2 separate regions of the Oryctolagus cuniculus genome follow, and region 2 is linked to region 1. A link is a contact called in public Micro-C data. All regions are on one chromosome and are shown on one strand. The core of a region is the stretch at or near the end of the contact, and the rest is flanking DNA. Distances in the headings are between cores, read along the strand shown. Region 1 holds the start of PGAM5 (PGAM family member 5, mitochondrial serine/threonine protein phosphatase). Region 2 holds the start of RAN (RAN, member RAS oncogene family).

Evidence for each region. A called contact is a pair of places that touch in the nucleus more often than the background predicts.
Region 2: a contact with region 1 is called in a Micro-C map of ear pinna, with 11 times the contacts expected there. The contact joins the promoter of RAN here to the promoter of PGAM5 in region 1. A contact is called at or near these places in 2 of 6 Hi-C or Micro-C datasets (ear pinna and an unstated tissue).

The regions. Positions count from the first base shown.
Region 1 is chr21:856,794-861,970 of mOryCun1.1, forward strand. It overlaps PGAM5 (PGAM family member 5, mitochondrial serine/threonine protein phosphatase), which reads right to left and starts at 2,816. Exons shown (of 6, transcript XM_051836857.2): 1 at 2,575-2,816. The coding sequence starts at 2,762. It overlaps PXMP2 (peroxisomal membrane protein 2), which reads right to left. Exons shown (of 5, transcript XM_070065714.1): 5 at 4,984-5,118. The coding sequence ends at 5,092.
Region 2 is chr21:1,831,029-1,836,728 of mOryCun1.1, forward strand. It overlaps RAN (RAN, member RAS oncogene family), which reads right to left and starts at 1,297. Exons shown (of 7, transcript XM_070066278.1): 1 at 1,129-1,297; 2 at 756-802; 3 at 549-633; 4 at 353-478. The coding sequence starts at 791.

The DNA of each region.
Region 1 (5,177 bases), core at 1,566-4,065:
GTCCACAGGGTGGGTGGTGGGGTGCTGAACAGCCTTGCTGCGATGTCCAGTGGCAGCCACTAGTTATCTGGCTACTTAAATTCAAAACACGTTCAGCCAGCTCAGGTTCTATACCCAAGTTCAAGTCACTGCAGATAAAAAATATTGACGGGGCCGGCGCTGTGGGTTAATGCCCTGGCCTGAAGCGCCGGCATCCCATATGGGAGCCAGTTCAAGCCCGGCTGCTCCACTTCCTGTCCAGCTCTCTGCTATGGCCTGAGAAAGCAGCAGCAGATGGCCCAAGTCCTTGGGTCCCTGCACCCACTTGAGAGACAGGGAGGAAGCTCCTGGCTTCGGATCGGCACAGCTCCGGCCATTGCGGCCATCTGGCAAGTGAACTATCGGATGGAGGACCTCTTTCTCTCTCTCTGCCTCTCCTCTCTCTGTGTAAATCTTTCAAATAAGTATTTCAAAAAAATCTCAGAAAAAATTGCTTCCGTACTGAGCACGCACAAAAATTTTTCTTGTCATTCTCAAAACACAGCGTAACTATTTACATAGCACAGATGTTATATTATGTATCACAAGCAACCAAGAGGGGAAGGCACTGAGGCATAGCAGATTAGCCGATTCGGGTGCCTACGTTCCCATCTTAGAATGCCTAGTTCAAGTCCCAACTCCTCTGCTTCGGATCCAGCTTCTTGCTAATGCAGATGATGGCTCAAGTGCTTGGGACCCTAGCACCCACACAGGAGACCCGGACGGAGTTCCAGGCTTCTGGCTTTAGCATGACCCAGTCCTGGCTGTCGCAGGCATTTGGAGAGTGAATCTTGTGGACGGAAGATCTCTCTCCCTGTCACTCTACCTTCCAAATAGATGAAAACAAACATTTGAAAAAAAACTGTTAAGTGTACAGTAGGATGTGTATAGATTATACTATAGCATTTTATATCAGGGACTCGAGCATCCTTACATTTAGGTACATGCGGGGCTTCCTGGACCTAACCCCCTGCAGGTAACTGCGGATCTGTGATCAAGATTCAACCGAATCAGAATTCTTTTCCTCAGCTGCGCTACTCCCACTTCAAATGCTCGGGGCCACACGTGGTGGCAGCCGTCACACTGGACAGACAGGAAGCATCTCCATCACCGTGGAGTTCTGATGGACTGAGCTACTGAGCTGTGAAGGAGCTGATCAGGTAAGGGTGGCTCTCGGCAGCGAGGCTAACAAAAGTGAAACAGGGGAGAGCTGAGAGTGTCACAAATCAAACCTGCCAGAATTCACTCGGCGGAGACGGCTGTGGGGCTTGGAGGTGTGCTGTGACTTCTGTTTGGGTTGTGCTAACCTGGCAAAATTCACACTGGCAGGGGAATCAGGGAGTCTGGGGTTAAGCCAGCGTCACTTAGGAGCTACAGGAGAGACGGAAGGCAAGGAACACATGAGATCGCCCTCCTCCAAGGGGCTGGAGACTTAACCAAACGAAGCTCTAGAACTTTCCAGCATGGCCAGGTGAGGCGAGACCAGCACTGTCCTTCTAGGACTTGCTGCAGCTGCTCTTCATCCGCACAGACGCCAGCTCGGCGCCGCAGGGCTGAGTTCTGCTGCTACTGCACCAAGTTCTCTTAACCTCATACGAACCTTTCCTTACAAAAGCCTAAGAAGTTCAGAACACTGGAGTGCCGTGTAATGACAAACGCAGACAAGTCCCCGCGGAGGGACCTTTTACAAAATACCTGGGCAGCACACACACAGTCACCAAGCCAGTCCGAGAAACCGTCCCGGCCAGGAGGGGACCCGAGGCCACTCAGGAAAGCCCGGCTTCAGTTAGCAGCCGGGTAGCAGCACCGCCTTGTGCGCCCCCCAACCCGAGGGGCGCGGGAGCAGCGGACAGCGGCAGCGGTGTGGGTCCGCTCACAGCCAGGCGTTCAGCGGCAGCCCCGCACCCCTCCCCTCAGAGCAGCACAGCGCGCTCGGCCGGCCCGTGACGCACCGCGCGCGTCCCGTCACGGGCCGATCCTGTCACAGCACCGCGCGCGTCCCGTCACGGGCCGATCCTGTCACAGCACCGCGCGCGTCCCGTCACGGGCCGAGCTGTCACGGCGCCGCGCGCGTCCCGTCACGGGCCGATCCTGTCACAGCACCGCGCGCGTCCCGTCACGGGCCGAGCTGTCACCGTGCTGTGCGCGTCCCGTCACGGGCAGAGCCTGTCACGGCGCCGCGCGCGTCCCGTCACGGGCCGAGCTGTCACGGCGCCGCGCGGGCTCCAGCCTCGGCGGCAGCAGCAACAGGTGAGGCGCGGCCCGCGCTGCGGCCGGCCCGATGGGCCCACAGGCTCCCCCAGCAGAACCGCCAGACACCGCTCTGGGTCTCTCAGCGGAAATGTTGAACGAAGCTCAGCAGCCGCGTCTCAAACGCCGGACGACCACGCACGGCCGCGGCGCCGCCGCCTCCACGCCGCGCCCGCCCTCGAGAGGCGGCCGCGGAGTCCCGGCGCCCACACCGGCCCTGCCCTCCCGCCGGCGGAAACCGAGAGCGAACCGCGCGGGGCAGCCGCGCCCAGAGGGACGGGGCCGCGACGCCGCCATCGCGCGCACCTGTCCCAGTTGGAGTCCCAGACGCCAGGGGGCCGCGCGGCCCCGGCCCACGCCGGCGGCTCGGCCGCGCGCGGCTCCGCGTCCCCGCCCGCCCGCGGCTTGCCCACCGCCACAGCCGAGAAGAGCACGGCAGCCGAGCCCCCGGCCAGCCCGCAGGCCGCCAGCTGCAGCGCCTGCCGGAACGCCATGCCGCTCCCGCGCCGCCGCGCAGACGCACACGGCCCCGGCGGCCCGCCGCGAGCCACTCGCTTCCGCGGGCGCCTACTTCCGGCTGGCGGGGCGAGCGGAAGTCCCGCCTCCGCGGCGTCGCGGGCGCGGACGCTGAGGCGCGAGGGAGGGCGCGGGCGCGGGCGCGGGAGCTGCCGCGCGGGCGCGCCCCCGCCGTTTGTAGCGAGCGCGCGCCCCGCGGCCCTGAGGCCGCCGCCTCTCCCACCGCGCGGCCTGGCGCTCGCGCTCCCCGGGCGTGCGGCTCCGGCGCCCTCCTTGACCCTTCCGCGCCGCGCGGCTCGGGTTCGCTCCGCGGGTGTCCGTGGCGGGGCGCCCCGAGGGGAGCAGACCCCGCCTGCGGCCGCCGCGCACTTGCTCCTCGCCGTCGCGGGCCGGGCTGCGGGCCGGGCTAACAGCGCATGGGGTCGCACCCAGCGGCGGGATTTTAGGTCATTCTGAACCGTTTTTAAGTTGGAAAGGGACAAGATGTGGTTCCCAGTGTAAGTGATTGAGTTTGAGGAATCTGTTCCACTTTAAACCCAGACTCTGTTTAAACATGGCGTCTGGGACTCACACGTTTAAGTCTTTTTCCAGAAGGTTGTTTACTAAGATGATAGTGAAAAGACGAAGCAAAGACACCTGAAAGGATGTGGTTGACTCCGCAAGAACGAAACACAGCAGAGATCGGGTAAGACTTTGAAAGCTGGAATCGGATACTTCTCGACCTGGACACAGAACACCAGTTGCAGGTGCCGGAGGAAGCAAGTTGGCTCCTGTGAGCCTGGGAGTCTTGGAGGAAAAGCGCAGCCCCACATCTGCGGAAGTCCGCACAGGAGGTTGCCCTCCATCGTGCACTGCACTAGAGACATTTCATTGCAGAATCAGAGGACCCTGGATTTGAGATGCAGTATTAAAGGTGGGATTGTATGCAGCTCACCTACTGAATAGTCAGTGTCCAGCCCCCCTCTGCCATTTAGCCAATAGAATGTCGGCCACCAGGCTTACGTCACACTTCATTATCACCATCATCCTTCCCTTGGCAGGAGCTTACACGAGCCCTTTCTGTGGAAACTGACAACCCCAAAGAGGAGAGCTCAAGTTGTGTGTGTGTGTGTGTGTGTGTGTGTGTGTGTGTAAGATTTATTTGAGAGGCAAAGTTACAGAGAGAGGGACAGGAAGAAAGGTCTTCCGTCTGCTGGAACACTCCCCAGATGGCCACAACGTCCAGACCTTGGCCAATCAGAGGCCAGGAGCTTCCTCTTGGTCTCCACATGGGTGCAGGGGCCCACACACTTGTGCCATCCTCTGCTGCTTTCTCAGGCCATAGCAGGGAGCTGGATCAGAGGAGGAGCAGCCGGGACTCAAACTGGTGCCCATATGGGATGCCAGCACCACAGTTTCATATCACTGATAGATATTCAAGTGGGGAAGACGGAAAACTGCTGTGCTCTGTGCTCTTCTATGTATCTGGCAACACTCAGTAACTGTGTTAAGCAAACTGAGTGAATGAAGATTGTGATAGGTCAGATACGTCAAGAATAAGAATTCACATTACTTAAAAAAAAAATCTGCCCTAGTTAACTGCATTTTTTAAGAAAGATTTATTGGCCGGCGCCGCAGCTCACTAGGCTAATCCTCCGCCTAGCGGCGCCATCACACCGGGTTCTAGTCCTGGTCGGGGCGCCGGGTTCTGTCCCGGTTGCCCCTCTTCCAGGCCAGCTCTCTGCTGTGGCCAGGGAGTGCAGTGGAGGATGGCCCAAGTGCTTGGGCCCTGCACCCCATGGGAGACCAGGATAAGTACCTGGCTTCTGCCATCGGATCAGCGTGGTGCGCCGGCTGCGGCAGCCACTGGAGGGTGAACCAACGGCAAAGGAAAGACCTTTCTCTCTGTCTCTCTCTCTCACTGTCTACTCTGCCTGTCAAAAAATAAAAAAATAATAATAAAAAAGAAAGATTTATTGATTTATTTGAAAGGCAAAGTTATAGAAAGAGAGATAGAGAGTGAGAGTGAAATTCCATCTGCTGGTTCACTCCCCAAACGGTCACAACAGCCAAACATGTCCCACAATGGGTGGCAGGGGCTCACGCACTTGGGCCACCTTCTGATTTCCCAGGTACCCACCTGCTGATTTTAAAGGCGCGGGATCAGAAGTGGAGCATATGCAGGAGACACAACCATTGGCAGTGACAGGCTACTCCAGCTCATAAAGCCAATTCATGAGAGAGACTTCCAGACCCAGGACAGGCAGGGCCTGTGCCTCTGGTAAGCAGGAAGTAGCTATAGAAGATACGATTCTATGCCTTTCAACGTCACCTGAAGATTAAGGTCTGGAATATCTGAGGGGGGAATGATACAGGCAGGCAGACAGGATGATATTGATTAGATTTGTGAGCTG
Region 2 (5,700 bases), core at 47-2,546, 970 kb after region 1:
CATCTGACCAAACAGGCACTACCTCCCTTGGCCATTTCTAAGTCCCAGGAAAACTTGGGCAGGCCACCAGGCGGCATCTCCCATCCATCCATCCATCCATCCATCCGGGGAACTCGGCCCTCCGGCCCGGCGGAGTCGCCCGGTCAGGTCCCCTCGGCTACAGCACCACGCGCCGGGAAGCCCCGGTCCCGCGAGCGCGGCCGTCGCCTGCCATTGTGTCGGGCCCCGCGCCTCGGTCCTGCGAACACCGTGCCCGGCATGACACAGCAAGTAGCCCCGCGCGCCGGGCAGCGCGCCCGGCGGCTCCCCGCCCCCCGCCCGCAGGGCCCCCGCCCCGGGGCCCCGCGCCCACCTTGGATGTAGTAGCCGTCCCGCAGGCCGCCGAACTTCTCCTGGCCGGCCGTGTCCCAGACGTTGAACTTGATGGGGCCCCGGTTGGTGTGGAACACGAGCGGGTGCACCTCGACGCCCAGCGTGGCTGCAACGGCAAGGCCGTGAGCGCGCGGACGCGCGGCCGCCCCGCCGCCCGCCGCCCGGCGCCCACCTACCTACATACTTCTTCTCGAACTCGCCGGTCAGGTGGCGCTTCACGAAGGTCGTCTTCCCGGTGCCGCCGTCGCCGACCAGCACCAGCTGCGGGAGGCCAGAGTTGGGACGCGCCCCGCACAAAGGCCCGCGAGCGCGGCCCCGCGGCGCCCGAGCACGAGGCGCCCGCCCGCCCGCGGCCCCGCCGCCCGCCCGCCGCCCGCACCTACTTTGAACTGCACTTGGGGCTCTCCCTGCGCGGCCATCGCGGCGTTTTCTGCAAAGAGGACAGCGAGCTGCGGCCCACGTGCGCCCACAAAGCCGGCCCGCCCGCCCGGGGCGCCATGGCGGCGGGCGGGCCGGGCGGCCGGGGGCGCGGGGCGCGGACGCGGGCCCCGGGAGGGCCGCGGGCAGCGGCTGAGTGCGGTGCGGCCCGGCCCCGGCCCCGGCCCGGCCCGGCCCCGGCCCCGGCCGCGCCAGCCGCCTCCTCCCGGCCCGCGCCCGCCGCCCCCCGCGGCCCGGCCGCAGCCGCCCCGCCGCGGCCCGCGCCCCGGCCCCGCCGCCACGCCCGGCGCGGCCCGCCCGGCGGCCTCCCGCCGCTACCTTCCAGAAGCGTCTCCGCGCCCGTCCGACTGAGGCTGGAAAGATGGCGGAAGCGCAATTCAAATGCCGGAGACGCAGCCGACGCCGGCGCGCGGGCGGGGCGGGGCCGCGCGGGGCGGGGCCTGCGCGGGGCGGGGCCAACGGCGCGGCGCCCACCACGTGGCTCGCGCGCGCGCGCACGCACGCCCCTCGGCCGGCCTAGGGTGGCCTGCCCTGCACGTACGACTGGGGCGGTGTCCGCGGCGGCTCACGTGGGAGGCCGCGCCGGGAGCGCGCACGCACGCCGGTCCGCGGGACCTCGTGCGCCGGCTCCGAGAGCGGGCTCCCGGCGCGCGTGCGCAGACGGCGGGGCGACCCGCCCTGCTCCCGCCGCGGTCACGCCGGCCGGAGGCCTCTGGCTGGCAGGGCCTGGGCGGGAAGCGCCAGGCCCCACTTCCTCCTGGGCGCAGGGTGGGGCTCGCCGGCGCACACGCGGGGACTCTGGGGCTGGGCAAGTCCCTCGGCGGACGCGCGCTCGCCTGGGCGCCCCGAGTTTGGGCAGGCGCCCGCGTGTCCGCAGAATGAATGGGGGAAGGAAGGGGCAAGGTGTCGGAAGCCGAGGCCGCCCCGGGGCCTTGGCGGGGGCGCGGAGCCCCCCGCAGAGCCGGCCGCCCCCGCTCCCGGGGGTCCTGCGGCTGTCCCCGGGGGTCCTGGGGGTCGGCAGCAGCGTGGCCGCCTCCTGCGGGCGGGATGGGGAAACCGTGTGTTTGCGGACGCCGCAGCTCCGCTAACCCCAGACACACAGGGAGGTGTCCAGGTTCTGAGGGGGTCGCGCGGTGCTGGGGCGCCCGCATGCCCCGCCTGGCTGGAGGCTGGGACCCCTGCACCCACGTGCCTCGCCGGTGGGGCTCCTGGCGCCTGCACGGCCCCTCCCCCGCCCAGGAAGCTGGTGCACGGTGACTCCAGGCTGGACCCCTGCACCCACGTGCCCCGCCGGTGGGGCTCCTGCACCCACGTCGCCTCCCGCGCCCGGGAAGCTGGTGCACGGTGACTCCAGGCTGGACCCCTGCACCCACGCGCCCCGCCGGTGGGGCTCCTGGCGCCTGCACGGCCCCTCCCGCCCCCGGGAAGCTGGTGCAGGGTGGCTGGAGGCTGCGGCCCCTGCACCCACGTGCCCCGCCGGGTGGGTCCTTGGGGAGGAGGGGACGGCTCTTTCTCTGTGTGTCCCCTCTCTCCATTACTGAAATAAATCTAAAGAGAAAGTGGGCTCTGGCCGCGCCCGCAGAGGCGCCTCTGGAGGGAGTGGGGCAAGCCAGGCGGGGTTTTGGCCTCGTGTGCCCAGCCGCAGGCACTGCCTGTGACGTCTGGCTGCTAGAGGCCCAGTCGGAACAGTTGGGTTTCTCCGAAAGGGGCCACCGTGGGGCTGGGACCCAGCGACCCAGGGCTGGCCACGTGCTCCTGGGCACACGTGCAGGGAACCCAGGTGCCAATGGGTGCGGGGCGCAGTTCTGCAGGCAGCGACCTGGGGTGACCCGGGGCGCCTGCTGGCAGCGCAGAGGAGTGAAGGTCCAGGTGCACCTCTCGCTCCCTGGAACGGGACCCAGCCTTTCTCAGAGCGAAGTTCACGGGCTCCTCGGGAAAGCGGGCAGGGGGTGCCGAGCGCCGACGGACGCTGGAGGAAGATGTGGTGATGGTTTATGGAGCCTTGGCTCTGCAGACTTTCACATACGGGGTCGTGAATTGTGTCACTGGGCTTCAAGGGTGCACTCTGAGGGCACTGGCTGAAGGGAAGGCAGAGAGGAGCTGGGCAGGGGTGACGGCTCTCGGCTTCCCTGCCGCCGGTTGTTTTGTAAAAAAAAGCAGAAGCAGCCACGACGACATACATTTTTAAAGATTTATTTGAAAGAGTTACATAAAGAGAGAAGGAAAAGGGGTGGGGTGGGGGTGTCTTCCATCCACTGGTTCACTCCCCAATTGGCCACAACAATGGCCAGAGCTGTGCTGATCTGAAGCCAGGAGCCAGGAGCTTCTTCGGGTCTCCCATGCGGGTGCAGGGGCCCAAGGACTTGGGTCACCCCCTACTGCTTTCCCAGGCCACAGCAGAGAGCTGGATCAGAACTGGAGCAGCCAGGACCTGAACTGGCGCCCCTATGGGATGCCGGCACTGCAGGCGGTGGCTTTACCTGCTAAGCCACAGTGCTGGCCCTGCGTGGTGATGTACTATTGTGTGACGCTAGGAGCTGAAGGTACCAGTGGCGTTTCCCTCCGTGCAAAGTCGCCCTGAGCACTGCTGCTTCGGCCCCAGCCTTAGCTGAGCCTCGTTGTGGCCCAAACTCACACCCGAAGGAACCCAGGGCAGAAGCACTCGGGCTGGCGCAGCCGCTGGGCTCCAGGCTGTGCCGTTCACAGACCTTGGCTCAGCCTGCGGTATAAGCGTGCAGCTAGGGCCGGCACTGGGCACAGCAGGAAAGCCACTGCCTGTGACACCGGCATCCCATATCCGCGTGTCTGGGTTCAAGTCTGGACTCTGCTCCCAATTCCAACTTCCCGCTGATGTGTGTCCTGGGGGGTAGCAGGTGACGGCTCAGGTAGTTGAGTCCCTGTCACCCATGTGGGACACCTGGATTGGGTTCCGAGCTCCCAGCTGCAGCCTGGCCCCAGCCACTGCCGGCAATCGAAGGGTGAACCAGTGGGTGGGAATCTCCCCTGTCCCGCTCCTTTCTCTCTATAGATAGGCATATGTACACATGCATGCATATATACAGGTACATACATGTGTGTTCACATACATGCATATCTACATGTGTCACATATATGTACACCTGCATGCATATCTACAGGTGCATACGTATATGTACAAATGTGTACATAACTACAGGCATATGCATATATACATGCATGTGTATCTACAGGTATACATATATGTACACATGCATGCGTATCTACAGGTACACGCATATATGTGCACATGCATGTGTATCTATAGGTATACACATATATGTACACACGCATACACATCTACAGGTATACATATATGTGCACATGCATGTGTATCTACAGGTATACATATATGTACAACATGCATATCTGCAGGTATACACATATATGTGCACATGCATATCTATAGGTATACACATACATGTACACACACATACACATCTACAGGTACACACATATATGTGCACATGCATGCGTATCTACAGGTTTACATATGTGCACATGCATGCGTATCTACAGGTTTACATATATGTGCACATGCATGCGTATCTGCAGGTATATGACTTTTAAAATCATGGTGGTTTTCCTCTGAAACGTTTGAGAGGGAGGAGCAGGCAGGATGCCCCTCAGTGCACTTTGCACAGGCAGTGACGTTCTGTGACACCCCACGCACTCCGCCACGTCAGGAATTCACGTGGTAGCGTGCTCTCGCCTCCCTGAGACCGCCGACCTGGCCCGGTGCAGTCCAGGAGGACAGCGAGCTGCAGGCCCCCGGCCTCGTCATGGCTGGAACAGCCCCTCCGTCCGTCTGCTACGCTCTCGCAGGGAGTTTTGTAGCCGTGTTTTGTGGAATGTCTGCCCTTTGGAGTTGTCTCCTGTTTCCTCATGATCAGAGTCAGGTTCCGTCATTTGGATAGGGATACCATAAAAATGCTGCTGCGTCCCGGGCAATCCTCCTCCCAGCCTGAAGCCCACCTCACCTGCGTCCTGGGCACATCCCCCTCCCGGCCTGAAGCCCACCTCACCCGGGTCCCGGGCACATCCTCCTCCCGGCCTGAAGCCCACCTCACCTGCGTCCCGGGCAATCCTCCTCCCGGCCTGAAGCCCACCTCACCTGGGTGTGACCCACGGCCCGGGAGGTGCTTGTGTGGTCCTGCTCTGCTTGCTTCTCCCACCCCCTCTCTGGAACCCTGCAGGAGCCACACAGTGTGGCTTTGTTTTTAAAGATGTGTCTATTTTGTTGGATGGCAGAGTTACAGAGAGAGATCTACCCGCTGGTTCACACCACACAGCTGCAAAGTGGGGCTGGGCCGGGTTGAAGCTGTGAGCCTGGAGCTCTGTCCCTGTCTCCTCTGCAAGTGCAGGGGCCCAAGCACTCGGACCATTCCACTGCTTTGCCAGAGCACAGCAGGGAGCTGGGTCAGAAGTGGAGCAGCCGGGACTCAACCCAGTGCTCATACAGGATGCCCGCATGGCAGGCGGCAGTGCTCATACAGGATGCCCGCATGGCAGGCGGCAGCTTTACCCAGTGCACCACAGCACGGCCCCCACACAGCACTGTTGAAGCGTAACCCAGCCAACTTTGTTCCTGCCTCAGGGCCTTTGCACTTGCCGCTCCCTCTGTGTAAAACGCTCTTCCCCTCACTTTGCCTGCCCGGCTCCCTCTCACTCTTCCGGTCGCAGCTCTTGGGCAAGGCTCTCCGTGACCACCTCCCTGACCACCTAGCCTTTCCCCATTCAGCACCCGCCATGTTCCCTCCACCCATTGAACTGGAACGTCCTGCTTAAATGTTTACCTTTCCCTCATCAGCGCGGGTGACGTGCCTGGCACTGCCCCTGCACATGTCGGGCTGATTGCTGGCCTTTGAAGACCCC